2 separate regions of the Hordeum vulgare genome follow, and region 2 is linked to region 1. Evidence: chromatin contacts called from public Hi-C data. All regions are on one chromosome and are shown on one strand. Each heading gives the region's core, a stretch centred on a gene start, on an enhancer-like site or on the middle of the called end of the contact. The rest is flanking DNA. Distances are from core to core; before and after follow the strand shown. Region 1 holds the start of LOC123401361 (polyubiquitin 11). Region 2 holds the start of LOC123404689.

What was found. A called contact is a pair of places that touch in the nucleus more often than the background predicts.
Region 2: a contact with region 1 is called in a Hi-C map of seedling, with 5 times the contacts expected there. The contact joins the promoter of LOC123404689 here to the promoter of LOC123401361 in region 1. A contact is called at or near these places in 1 of 6 Hi-C or Micro-C datasets (seedling) and 1 of 1 datasets of contacts at active chromatin or transcription factors (embryo).

Annotation. Positions count from the first base shown.
Region 1 is chr6H:96,638,289-96,644,455 of MorexV3_pseudomolecules_assembly, forward strand. It overlaps LOC123401361 (polyubiquitin 11), which reads right to left and starts at 3,642. Exons shown (of 2, transcript XM_045095149.1): 1 at 3,518-3,642; 2 at 1,479-2,360. The coding sequence starts at 2,360. The coding sequence ends at 1,671.
Region 2 is chr6H:97,303,829-97,309,995 of MorexV3_pseudomolecules_assembly, forward strand. LOC123404689 reads right to left here and starts at 3,984. Exons shown (of 3, transcript XM_045098627.1): 1 at 3,909-3,984; 2 at 1,178-1,333; 3 at 748-1,081. The coding sequence starts at 1,333. The coding sequence ends at 1,034.

The sequences.
Region 1 (6,167 bases), core at 2,392-4,891:
GACCGGGGGATTTTGACGAGGTCCTTGGAGCCATGAAGGCTGGTGGTTGGCCGCCGCGGCCGGAGTGGCCCGCGGCGAGAAGGGGTGGAGGAGAGGCTCTCTAGCTCATGCGGAGGCTTCCCTTTCGATGATGCTCGTTCCAGTTATGTTGCTGCAGGGGAGAAGTAAAGGAGAAACAACAGATATAAAGTACTCAATCAATGTGAATAGCAGGAATGGTACTTGCAAAAAAAAACATATAGAACCAGAGAAATGGGAACGAGGCTGACCTATCCAGGTAGTGAAGTCTACCTATGCTAAAGAGCAAGTTCAATATTTGGTTCGAGTAGCCAGCCCATTTTCAGGAGTGGCTTATTATAGTATTCTGCAAAATCATACGAACAAAGAAAGCCTATTTTAGAAGTCCACCATATCAAGGGAAAGGGAGATCAGGCTTGGCCTTTGCTTGAGGACATAATCTCCCGGCCTTATTCATGCATGATAAAGGTAGCCTTTCATAGTCCAAAGCCTTTGTGTGCTTTTGTATTGAACTCTTTTCTACAACGTTGAAGGATTGCCTTACGGAATTAGCAATGGCTTAATAAAAGGATTCAAAAAGGGCTTCTCTTAGGTCCCATACTAGATGACCATCCGGAACTGGATGTACTCGTACTAGAACATTTGGTGATTACCCACCGGGACTTCCTACTAAGTATTTGACACTTCCATCAAGAAGAAAACTGCAGAGGATAAGGAGCACCACAGTGGCACACAAAGACACAAGCGCGAGCTCCTTGTCCAACGGCGCACGCGAGGCAGCTCAAGGAGGGCTAGTGGGAGCTCGAGGAGGATGAGTGGGAGCTCATGCTCCACTGGATCATGGTGGAAAATTCCGACGACACCCATAGGCAATCACGGCGGGAGGGAATCGCGGTGTCACAGATCTGAGCGACGGTGGCGGGGCAGGTACTTGGCGACGGAGTAGGTACGTGGCGACGAAGGCGGAGCACTTCCTGTATGGCGGCAAATAACGCAGCTTGGCGGCGCTGGCCCCTTGCGACGCACGGCCGAGGAAGATAGAGTGGAGGGACTTGTTTGTAACGGCTTTGAAACTGCAAGGGCTTTTTTGTAAAATTAGCATTAAACTGCACTTGCGAGTTGCGACCAGAATTACCGGACAAAGGGAGTACATCTCATGCAGCTGGGAAAGAATTTTAACCCAAGCCGGTCGCATCCTAACGCAACTCGCATTTATCCGTCTCCAGAAGGATTTTCAAAAACAATCAGCAACAGGATCCACAAAAGACAAAAGAATACATTGCACCATCCAAATCTGAACATTACAGCAACTATTTCACTGGAACATTCAGAACCCGGGAATTAGGATCATAGTCCAGAAAGGAAATCAGAGAAGGCAGTAATAGTAAGATCATTGCAAAACTGCAAGCAAGCAATTCAAGCACAAGATATAAACTAAATAGTACATGAGCGCAAGCAGATTTATATGAAGTTCACTTATTCATTAGTTGATGATACTGCTGTACCAGCAACAGTTTAAACCACACATAACACGGTGACTCTATAGTTCATTAAACCAACCACAGTAGGACAGACGCAAACGAGAAAACAGTTCAATTGAACAGACAGGGCACCGCCCACCGGACGACCCAGGACTTCCAACGCTAGGGCAATTACTGACCACCACGGAGGCGGAGCACCAGGTGAAGGGTAGACTCCTTCTGGATGTTGTAGTCCGCAAGGGTCCGACCATCCTCCAGCTGCTTGCCGGCGAAGATCAGACGCTGCTGGTCCGGGGGGATGCCCTCCTTGTCCTGGATCTTGGCCTTGACATTGTCGATGGTGTCTGAGCTCTCCACCTCCAGAGTGATGGTCTTCCCAGTCAGGGTCTTCACGAAGATCTGCATGCCTCCCCGAAGGCGGAGGACAAGGTGAAGGGTGGACTCCTTCTGGATATTGTAGTCAGCAAGGGTGCGACCATCCTCCAGCTGCTTGCCAGCGAAGATCAGGCGCTGCTGGTCCGGGGGAATGCCCTCCTTATCCTGGATCTTGGCCTTGACGTTGTCGATAGTGTCAGAGCTCTCAACCTCAAGGGTGATGGTCTTGCCGGTGAGGGTCTTCACGAAGATCTGCATGCCACCCCTAAGACGGAGGACAAGGTGAAGGGTGGACTCCTTCTGGATGTTGTAGTCAGCGAGGGTACGACCATCCTCGAGCTGCTTGCCAGCGAAGATGAGACGCTGCTGGTCCGGAGGAATGCCCTCCTTGTCCTGGATCTTGGCCTTGACGTTGTCGATTGTGTCAGAGGATTCCACCTCAAGGGTGATGGTCTTGCCCGTCAATGTCTTCACAAAGATCTGCATCTGCAAAGAAGAATCACAGATAGGATTGGTAAGCATAAAGAAGTAGACAAGGCAAACTCACAATGATAGAGCAGCAAATATTAATGCATTGACAAGCTTCTATGGCAACACAGAAATCTACAGATTTCATTGATATAATGATTACACATAGCTGCCAGACATGCATTTTATGTACTCTCTCCGTTCCTAAATATAGGTATTTTTAGAGATTGTACTAGTGGACTACATACGAAGCAAAATGAGTGAATCTACGTTCTAAAATATGTCTATGTACATCCGTATGTAGTCCTCTAATGAAATCTCTAAAACTACTTATATTTAGGAACGGAGGGAGTAAGAGAGAAACCTAGCTTCAGGGTAATAAATCAAGCACATCGGACACTACATGTATTTGCTATCTCAATGATTCCACAAGCTTCAGGAGAAAAGAAATCTACAATCCTAGGCCGGACGATCTTGGTACAACAGCAATCTGATAAAAGTGACAGATCAGGCAGTATATGTGTGTGGAGAAATTTTTATCACACATCTACTATTATGGTTCATAAAGATTTACCAAGCTGGAACAGAACTGTAATAATAGATAAAACATACATAGATTGACATATGAGACCATATGGCATCATGAATTCGCTTGGAAGACGGATATACTAACCCTTTAATAAAAAATAGAAAATAAACACAAAATCCCTACGAATTCGCTAAAGCTTAACAAAACTACCAACGCAAATAGAAAAGCTTATACATCAAGCCAGGGACTCAACAGAGATATTTTCTTCATCAAAGAGATACCAGCGAGCAAATAGGTTCATGCACATCTAAATTTCTCACGGATTTCCATATAGCTGTTGGGCATGCTTATCAGGACGAAACCTATCTTCGGGTCAAAATCAATGGCAGTACAAGCGTCTAGAGAAAATTTATATGGAATATAAAACATGCATAGATTAACATAAGAGACCACACGTTATCAAGGAATTCATCCTGATCATTCAATACAGATTAGCACACGCGAAATCCCTACGAATTCGCTCAATCTTCACCGATCTAACCACAGATCGGAGCCAAATTCCACGGCACTACACGCCCAACTACCACGGAGTAGCACAGAAACGCAGATCCAGACGATATGGGGAGAGGGGAAGGGATCGCCGTACCTTGAAGCGGCGGGGGAGGAGGATTCGACGAGCCTCGGGTCGATTGGAGACGAGATTGGTTGGGGATTTGTTGGTTCCGTTGCGGGGAGCGGTGGTGAGGATTGGAAGCTGGGAGGGGGTCGGTATTTATGACGACTGAACGATTGGGCACGGGACCGGGTGGAGAAGGAATCCCTTGCCGTGACGGCTCCGTCTGTTTGATGGGTACGTCTCCGCGAAGGATCCGACGACGGGCGCGGAGTGTTCGAGAGAGGACGGCTGTGTACCTCAGAAAATACAAAGGAGAATCCAGCGAATCTTTCTTTACCTGTATATATCTTTATCTTTACCTACTAATTCTTATCTTTACCTCTTTACGTACTACTAAAGCAAATAGTGCTTCTTCCGTACCTCATCCAAATTACCTTTAAAGTTGACTAAAATTACACACAAATGCCAGTTATAAATCATAAAAAACGCTTTAAACAGGAAAATCTCCGGATTGGACCGGCCCATGTAGGCACCTCCTATATTACGTTCTGGGCGTTGGAAAAAGATGCAGCACACCTGTTTCGGCCGGTCCATGCGTGGACGTCTGTTTTTTTAGTTTAGTTTTTTTATTTTTCTTTTCAGTTCCATTTTGTTTTCCTACTTTAAATAATTTAGAACTTCAAACAACTTTTCTCAAATTTAAGAAACTGAGAATTTCGAAATAAAATATTAAAAAAAACATATTCTTTTAGAATTCAAAAACTACTCAGGAGTTTTGATAAATGTTTGCATATAAAAAATGTTAAAACTTTGAGAAAATGTCCATAAAATAAAAAAGTCAACGACTTTAAACAAAAGCCCGTGTAAAAATCTTAAAAACAGTTCGTGCCTGTGTTTTTAGTCTCATTTTTTATTTTCATTTTTCTGTTCCATTTTTTAGTTTAAATAATTTAGAACTTTGAAAAACTTTTGCAATTTATAAAACTGGGAATTTTGAAATAAAAGTTTGAAGAAAATATAAAATGTTTGTGAATTCAAAAAATGCTCAGGATTTTTGTAAAAATATTCGCATATTCAAAAAAATGTTCATAATTTTTGGAACAATGTTGGTGAAAACAATAAAAGTCCATGATTTTGAAAAAAAGTTTGTGTGTTATTTTTTGAGTGCAATTGAAAAAAATGTTTGCTAATTCAAAAAATGTTCATGCATTTCAAGAAATGTCCTAAGATTTTAAAAACATAATATGATCAGCATGATTGGAGATTATAATTGTTTTTCTCCCGTCGCAACGCACGGGTCCTTTTGCTATATTAATAAAGCAGCTACTGCTTCTGCCGTACGTCATAATTTTTACCCCTAAAGTTGTTCTAAATTACCCACCATGCCATTCACAAGTTAAGAAAACGATTCAGATTTTCGCTCCTGTCAAAATCGCCGTGACGTATCGTTCTTACAAGTTTGGACAAGAAATTGGTACAAACGCATGGGTAATATAGTGGCTGAAGCCGCCCCCTGCTTAAGGGCAGACTCGGGTTCGATCGAGAGATCCTGCGGCTTTTTCCAGTCTCTCCTTTTTCTTTTTATTACAACTAGCATGCACATCCTCCTTTCCACTACGTTTTCATGGCCGGTCCATATTTTTCCTATCTTTAAATTATTTCGTAATTTCTCAAAAATCTAAATTTAAAAAGTTGTGAGTTCTAAAAAAATGTTCATGAAATCATACAATGTTTGTTATTCAGAAAATTCAGACTTTGTAAAAAAATAATGAATTTAAAAAATGTTTACGATTTCTAATAATGTTCGTTATTTCAAAAATGAATTGTGGATGAGACAAATGTTCATTATTTAAAAAATATTCAAAAATTTGGAAGAATTTAGGAAAATGAAAAAGAAATAAATAAAAAAGTAAATAGAAAAACTAAGAGAAAATGTGAAACCGAAAAGAAAACATAAAACATAAGATAATAAAAAATAAAAACCAGGCAAAAAGAGATTCATTTTGCAAAAGCGATGGACACTAAACTGTTGATATGAGGTTTATGTACGAGTGGTTTAATATTGATTTTCATATTGTTTGAAATTATGCTAATAATGATTATTATTTTCATACTGTCATGTGGTCTATTTTAGTAGTTCTTCATAAGATTGATCTAAATAGCTTTAGAATTTAAGCGGTTAAGTCTTTTAGGTTTAGGTTTTACTTAGTTCTTGAGAAGTGTTTATATGCCTAGGGGTTGGGAGTAGTTTGTGATCGACGAGATTAGTTGTTGAAGTTTTAAAAATCCCATTGTGCTACACAATAACAAGTGTGGCGTGCAATGGCTGGCTCATAGTCTTGAGATTTACCACGTCAAATGCATTGTAATTACATGGATACACCGGACATCATTAAAGAGCGTGGAAAAAATAAAGAAGTGTCAACATGATGAGCCACTGTGTTAAAATTAAAAAAATAGAGGACGCTCATACATCGAGGTATTGAGTCATACTTATTTGGTTAGGGCGTAATATTTTGACTCCTGTTGCAACGCACGGACATATTTGCTATTTAATAATAAAGCAAATAATGCTTCTGTCGTACGTCATAAACATTACCCCTAAAGTTGTTTGAAATTACCCACCATGCCATCCATAAGTCAAAAGAAAACGGTTTGTTGTTTATCACAAATCGCTCCG
Region 2 (6,167 bases), core at 2,734-5,233, 670 kb after region 1:
AAGTTTATAAAGCGAAAAATGGCTCACAAATTTTGAAAGAAAAGTTCATGAATTTGAAAAAATGGACTATGATCTAAAACAAAGTTCACAAAGTTTTAAAAAGTTCACAGATTCTGAAAATTAATTTATGAATTATAAAACGTTTTAAAAAAGTTCGTTGAACTGGAAAAAAAGTTCACAAATCTTTAAAAGTCCCTCATTTTGAAAAATGTTCATCCATTTCAAAAAAGAAGCTCATCAAATTTCAGAAACATTCATCAATATTCAAAAAAGTTCAAAGAATTTTAATAAAAATCGTAAAATTTTGAAAAGGGTTCGTTGATTTGGAAAAAAGTTTGTTCGTTTGAAAAAAAGTTAACCAAAAAAAGGCTGCGCTTTTTCAAAAATATTATATAGAAAATAACATGAAAATGAAAAAGTAATAAAAAGAGTAAAGAGAAAAAAACAGTCCTGAAAAACCTGAATTAAAAACCCATTTAGAAAGCTTTCGGAAACTTCACAAAACCAGAAAAACCTCTCTTTCATAGGGCCGGCCCATGACTGAATGCTGCAGGCCCGGTTAAGAAAAATGCACTTTAACTTTAACCGGCACCTGCAGCGCCAAATAGGATTTGCTGCAATTCATCCGCAGGGCAGCGCGCGATAAGTAAGAAACAGTGTATAATCCTTTCATGTACTATTAGCTTGTGCATTTTGCACTCTTTATTTTCGGGGCTTCAGCCTGAAATGTGCATGAACTGGCTTGCATACAGATCAAACGTAAAATACGGCATGATCCCTAAAAGGCACACGTATACCAAGAACGCATATTCGATATTTGAACATTTTTGCTGTCAGATCAGGTTCGCTCACATCAGGTGCCCACAAAAACAAACAAAAGGAGAACTAGAAAGGCATCCACTGATGGAACTTTGATAGCATTATTTGTGCAACTAAAAAAGACGTCACGGGCTCATAACTTTCGAACAGCAAAATCCTTTCAAAGAACCACTATCATGTCAAAGTACTGAGCCAACAGCAAAGCCACTCAAGGTCACTGCTTTTTCCCGATACCGTGAGACATGTTGTAGACACCACGACCCTGTTTGCACAACAAGATACATGTCACTGGCTAAACGGAAACAAGAATAGGTAGAAAAAAAATTACAATCATGAACAGACAAAAATCCAAACTCACAATCAAGAATAGGCTCGAGGCAGCGAGCGCAAGGGGGATGCCGACTGAGATGATCGCGTCGTGACGCCCTTTCAGGTGAGTGTGCTTGCTCAAGCTCTGGAAATACTGCTGCTGTTTAAAAAGCCTCTCACGTGGCAGAAACGGTGATTCTGTCATCTGCATTAGTGCATCACCAGAAAAGAAACTAAGACAGCATGTTGCAAGGTGGAAAAAAAGAGAGTGACAAATCTTGGGAGGGAACTGAGCAGTGTAAAAGATACATAATCTTTTTCTTTTGCAAGGAGGATGCTATAATATGAAGGGCGCTGGGCTGTAAGGTGTAAGCATAAGAAATGTAATCGGGAATCAGCACTGTTGGGATCATTGATATGAATCACTCTACTGACTTAATTTGAAGTTTCAAAAAACCTTCTAGTAGTTCCTAATAATCGCTCTACTCGATACATAATAGGAACCAGACAGTACCCTAGTCCCCTCAACCCTCCCTCCTCTAAACTAGCACACCCCAACATTTCTTGAAATGTTGCTAATCTTGTTCAAATGTCCACTTTTGACACGTAAGCGCATCATCTCCAGGTGGATCAAATTTGAGAATTTGTATGGCATCAACAGCGTGCACTTGAATGAAGACAGGAGCAGAAAAACATGCAAACTAGATAAACTATAAGTTTTTGTCAAAAAAACCACATGCACAATCGAATTGGCATAAAATATCCCCTGGGCCGTGGCGGCAGGCGTTCCAGACGACACGTGGCACCTGCCGCCACGGCCAAAAGGTGGCAGCACTGTTTATCCGGGTGCGGCGGCATCAATGCTCATCCAAAATGAACCGTATTAAAAAAAATCAAAAAATAGCAAAAAAACACAAAAAATTCTGAAATTTTGCACCCATCTAGAACACTCGATCATCTGTGCTACCAAAAAAATTCAGTTTTTTTGAATTTTTTTGCTATTTTTTTATGTTTCTCAAAAACATTGTTCAGTCGTAGTGAATCATTCCTCACGTGAACAGTGTTGCCGACTCCGGCAGTTGCGGCAGGTGCCACATGTCGGCTGACGCACCTGTCGTTACGATTCGGGAGTCTTTTCTGTCAATTTCAATCGAAATTGATCCTTTTTAGCAATTCTGTTGATCATGTCGTCTTTTTGACGAAAAATCGATAAACTACCACACCTAAGGTAATTTAGAAGAAGCTAGGAACAGCTTGTGGACCGTAATGGCATCATAATCGACAATTATATGGCTGATCATGGCTAGAACCCATACTCATATCACCATATCAGAAATAAAAGGAGTCTTAACTCTTAAGCAGGCAATGAAACAAGGAGCTCGCTTCGTAGCGGTCCCGCACGGTTGCCTTCCCATGTGGCGGCTGGCTGGCCACGGCGCAAATCGCGTTTAAGTGCATGTTTCAGGATTAAAAAAGTATACAAGAACGGCTTTTAGGTCCAAGAATGTAGTAACATCAAAAAATTATACTGTCGAAAAAGAGCATTTTGGCAGCGCATGCATGCAAAACATTTTCCAGTCCTAGTCAACATCTTATGCATATTTATTGTCAATCTTAAAAATGTTTTATCTCAGAAATTAATAATTTTATTGGAGATTCATCTTCACCGTTAGGTTCGTCTCGACAAAACTTTCAAAATAAGATCTCGTGTTGACATGTTTCGTTGATTTTTTTTGTCGTTCCTAATTACCACATTTATGTCATCATATTTGTCATCTTACAAATGTACAGTTGTCACAAAAATTATACATAGTTATCGTGATAATAATTTTATACTTTTTAAGTATTACAATGTTCTGTGAAGCTAAAAAGTGTGTATTAAAGCATTAATAATAAACAAGCAAATGCTTGAACCAGCATAAGTATAATGAATCAAGTTTTTTACTCATTCATGAAGGTGATAACCAAGTTGATTTAATGTGAGAACTATATAACAAATAATATGACAAGTAAGTCATAGTAATCTGACAAGTACCGATGAAAATAAAAATTATCAAAACATGTTAACATGGGATCTAGTTTTGAAGATCTCGTCGCAATAAAGTCAGTGATGAAAATGGATCATTAATTAAGATACCGGTTTGGAAGATAAATCATTTTTAAAATGCAACTAGCTACTATAACTCAGCAGCGTGTAAGTGCAAAAAATAGATTCCCTCTTATACTCCTATTAAACTAACCAGTACTACATTATGTTAATCGGTAAATCATCTCCGTCTTTTTAAGATCTGACACATGTGTGCGTAGGAAGCCCATTAGATTTTCCCATGAATCAATCATATATTCAAAAAATAAAAATGCCACACATATATTGAAAGCCGAACGCTTCTGTGACTCCTCCGCACAATGACATTAATTGTAATACCCCGCATCCACCATTTGGTCTCTCGGCGTGTGTCGTCATGTAACCTTGCCATTCCAATTCAGCATGCGTCGTCCCGTTCTAATTATCTCCAAGGTGTTGAGATCGCAGCACGGATGCATGGCACCAGAATCCGACGCGTGTCCAGGCGGCCAGAATCATGCATGGACGAACTGCACCACACGCGCGCCCAGCGGCTAAGCTCCGACAGGCCGGCGCCAGGGATCGTCGAACCAACGTCGACTAGATCCTAGACGCACGCGGCGATCCACATATCACGCGAGAGGCCGCACATCGTCAAACATGCGATCGAGAGCGTGGCGAGGCGGGACAGGCGGCGGGGAAGGAGAGCGCGCACCTTGGCGACGACGAGGAGGACGACGACGATCTTGCGATGGTTCGGGGAGTGGAGTGGCGGAGAGGAATTGTGGGGAATGAGAGAGACGTGAGAAGAGGACAAGAGCAGCAGCACCGCTTATATGGGCCTAAAGAGTGGTACGTGTGAGATGCGACCCATTCAACGGGCGGAGTGCGCCCATTAGCTTGCTCCTCCTCCGGCAGCTCTTATTCATGGGCCAGCCCAGGTAGCGGCCACTCAAGAAAAAAAAAACAGCTGGTGGCTCGGGTATCCGTAAAGAAAAATCTCTTGGCTCAGATTTTTTTTAAAGATCCATATATATGTTGTTGCAAAACCATATTTATTTACATTTTAAAAATATTCATTTTTTTAAAAATTCCATGGATTATAAAAAATTGTTCAGAAATTATGAAAAAGCTAAAGAGGAAAACAACCAGAAAAATTAATATTAAAAAAAGGCATATAAAATAGAAACCTAACAAGAAAATTGGTATAAAAATAGAAAAGAGAGACACCGGAGGAGAATCGCTGAAAACCAATTATTGCTCAACGCCGGAGTTGGGTCGACCCATCACACTCGCTTTATATTATTTCCTCCATCCGAAATTATTTATCATATAAACATATATAAATGAATATATCTACAACTAAAATACATCTAGATATATTTATTTCTGTAACATGACGAGTATTTTTGGACCAAGGGAGTATTTAGCACTTGTACATTGCAACTAGAAATCCATGCTTCCTCATGGCTTGCGAGTTGTATTGGAAGGGGCATGCAGAGTTTGAATAGCTTCAATAATCTATACTAGCATTTTCAGGCCCATGGGGAACCTTTCTTTCGTGTTCCTCTAGAAGAGGGGAATTTAATTATTTACTTCAATCAGTTTTTCATATTTATGTGCACATTTATCCCTAACCTTGCCTCGTATATGCATGGGACACAAAGAGAGTCCTGATATTGACGTGTTGCCAAAATGCCATTATGCCAACAGCCTCCAGACCCCCTCCCCCACATTGTCGTCGACAAGGCAGTTCAAAAAAAAAAAAAATCACCATCGATAGAGGGAATGCCAACAAAGTCTATACATGCCGTGGAAAGATGGTGGTGGGGCGTTTTATTTTCCTTGGACATCAGAGTTAAAGTGTCATGTCATGACTCTTGTGGCATCCTCCTTGTGCTCCCGCGAATAAAGGTTTTCTTGGCTCTGATGAGGGAGGGCGATCACGGCAGCATGCCTTCAACTTGATCCAATGTTTGCAGTCGCCGTTAGATAGTCTAGAGACCTGGATGTGATTTTTCTTACTTTTAATGTTCTTTGTACTGTCTTGACAATTGATGAACAAATCAAAAGTTTTTAATGCGGAAAAAATATCGGAGGGTGGCGTGGCTTCAAATCCACCTGGAAGGAAGCAATTTAGGTGGAGTTTTAGAGTTCAGGGATGGAAGAGGCATTTTTTCCGTGTTTTTTTAAACAGGGCAGATAACGAGGGGCGAATGAGATGGGTTGACCCAAAGTGTGGTTCGGCGAGGTGGCCTCATAGAACACAAATCACGACAGTCTTTGTCATTTTTATATTTCAAAAACAGGTCCTTTGCCATATGAAAAAGGAAGCATCACATGGCTTCCATCGTAATCTTATCGTGATCGGCGAGCCGTCAACTTTACCCTTCTCGTGAGATTCGTACCAAACCGGTCCGTAAAAAAAGAAAGTTTCGTATCAAATTTCCTATCCAAAACGCGATTCTGAACCTCTGAAAGAAGATCTCCAACACCTCAGCCCCCCCAACCTCCATGGGGATCTTTGTTTTTGACTCGACAGAAGAGCTCCAAGACCGCAACAGCTCCTCGCCGATCACATGACGATCATGCCACGATCTCAACAGCTCCCAGACCGCCAACGGTGCCAATCCGGGTAGGTGCGAGGCATGACCGGATCCTGTCCGATCTGGGCCAACCAGTGCACATAGACATATGTTTCTGCGCCGATCTCACGATCCAACAGGCAACAGCTTATCCACACGACATGTCTGCAACACTCCCGAAATATGTTTGTTATTAGACAAGAAAAGGAAGTGTTTAGCTGTGCCCATTTCTCTGCCAAAAGAAACAGTTAATTTGCTTAGCTTGTATCGATGAGTTCGTAGCGCATTACAGTATTTTTATATGCGCCATAATTGAGGGTCTTTGTGCTGCAGGAACTCGGAAAAATACGGCGGTTCTGCGTCACTAGGCGTATCGGAGGAGACGGGGC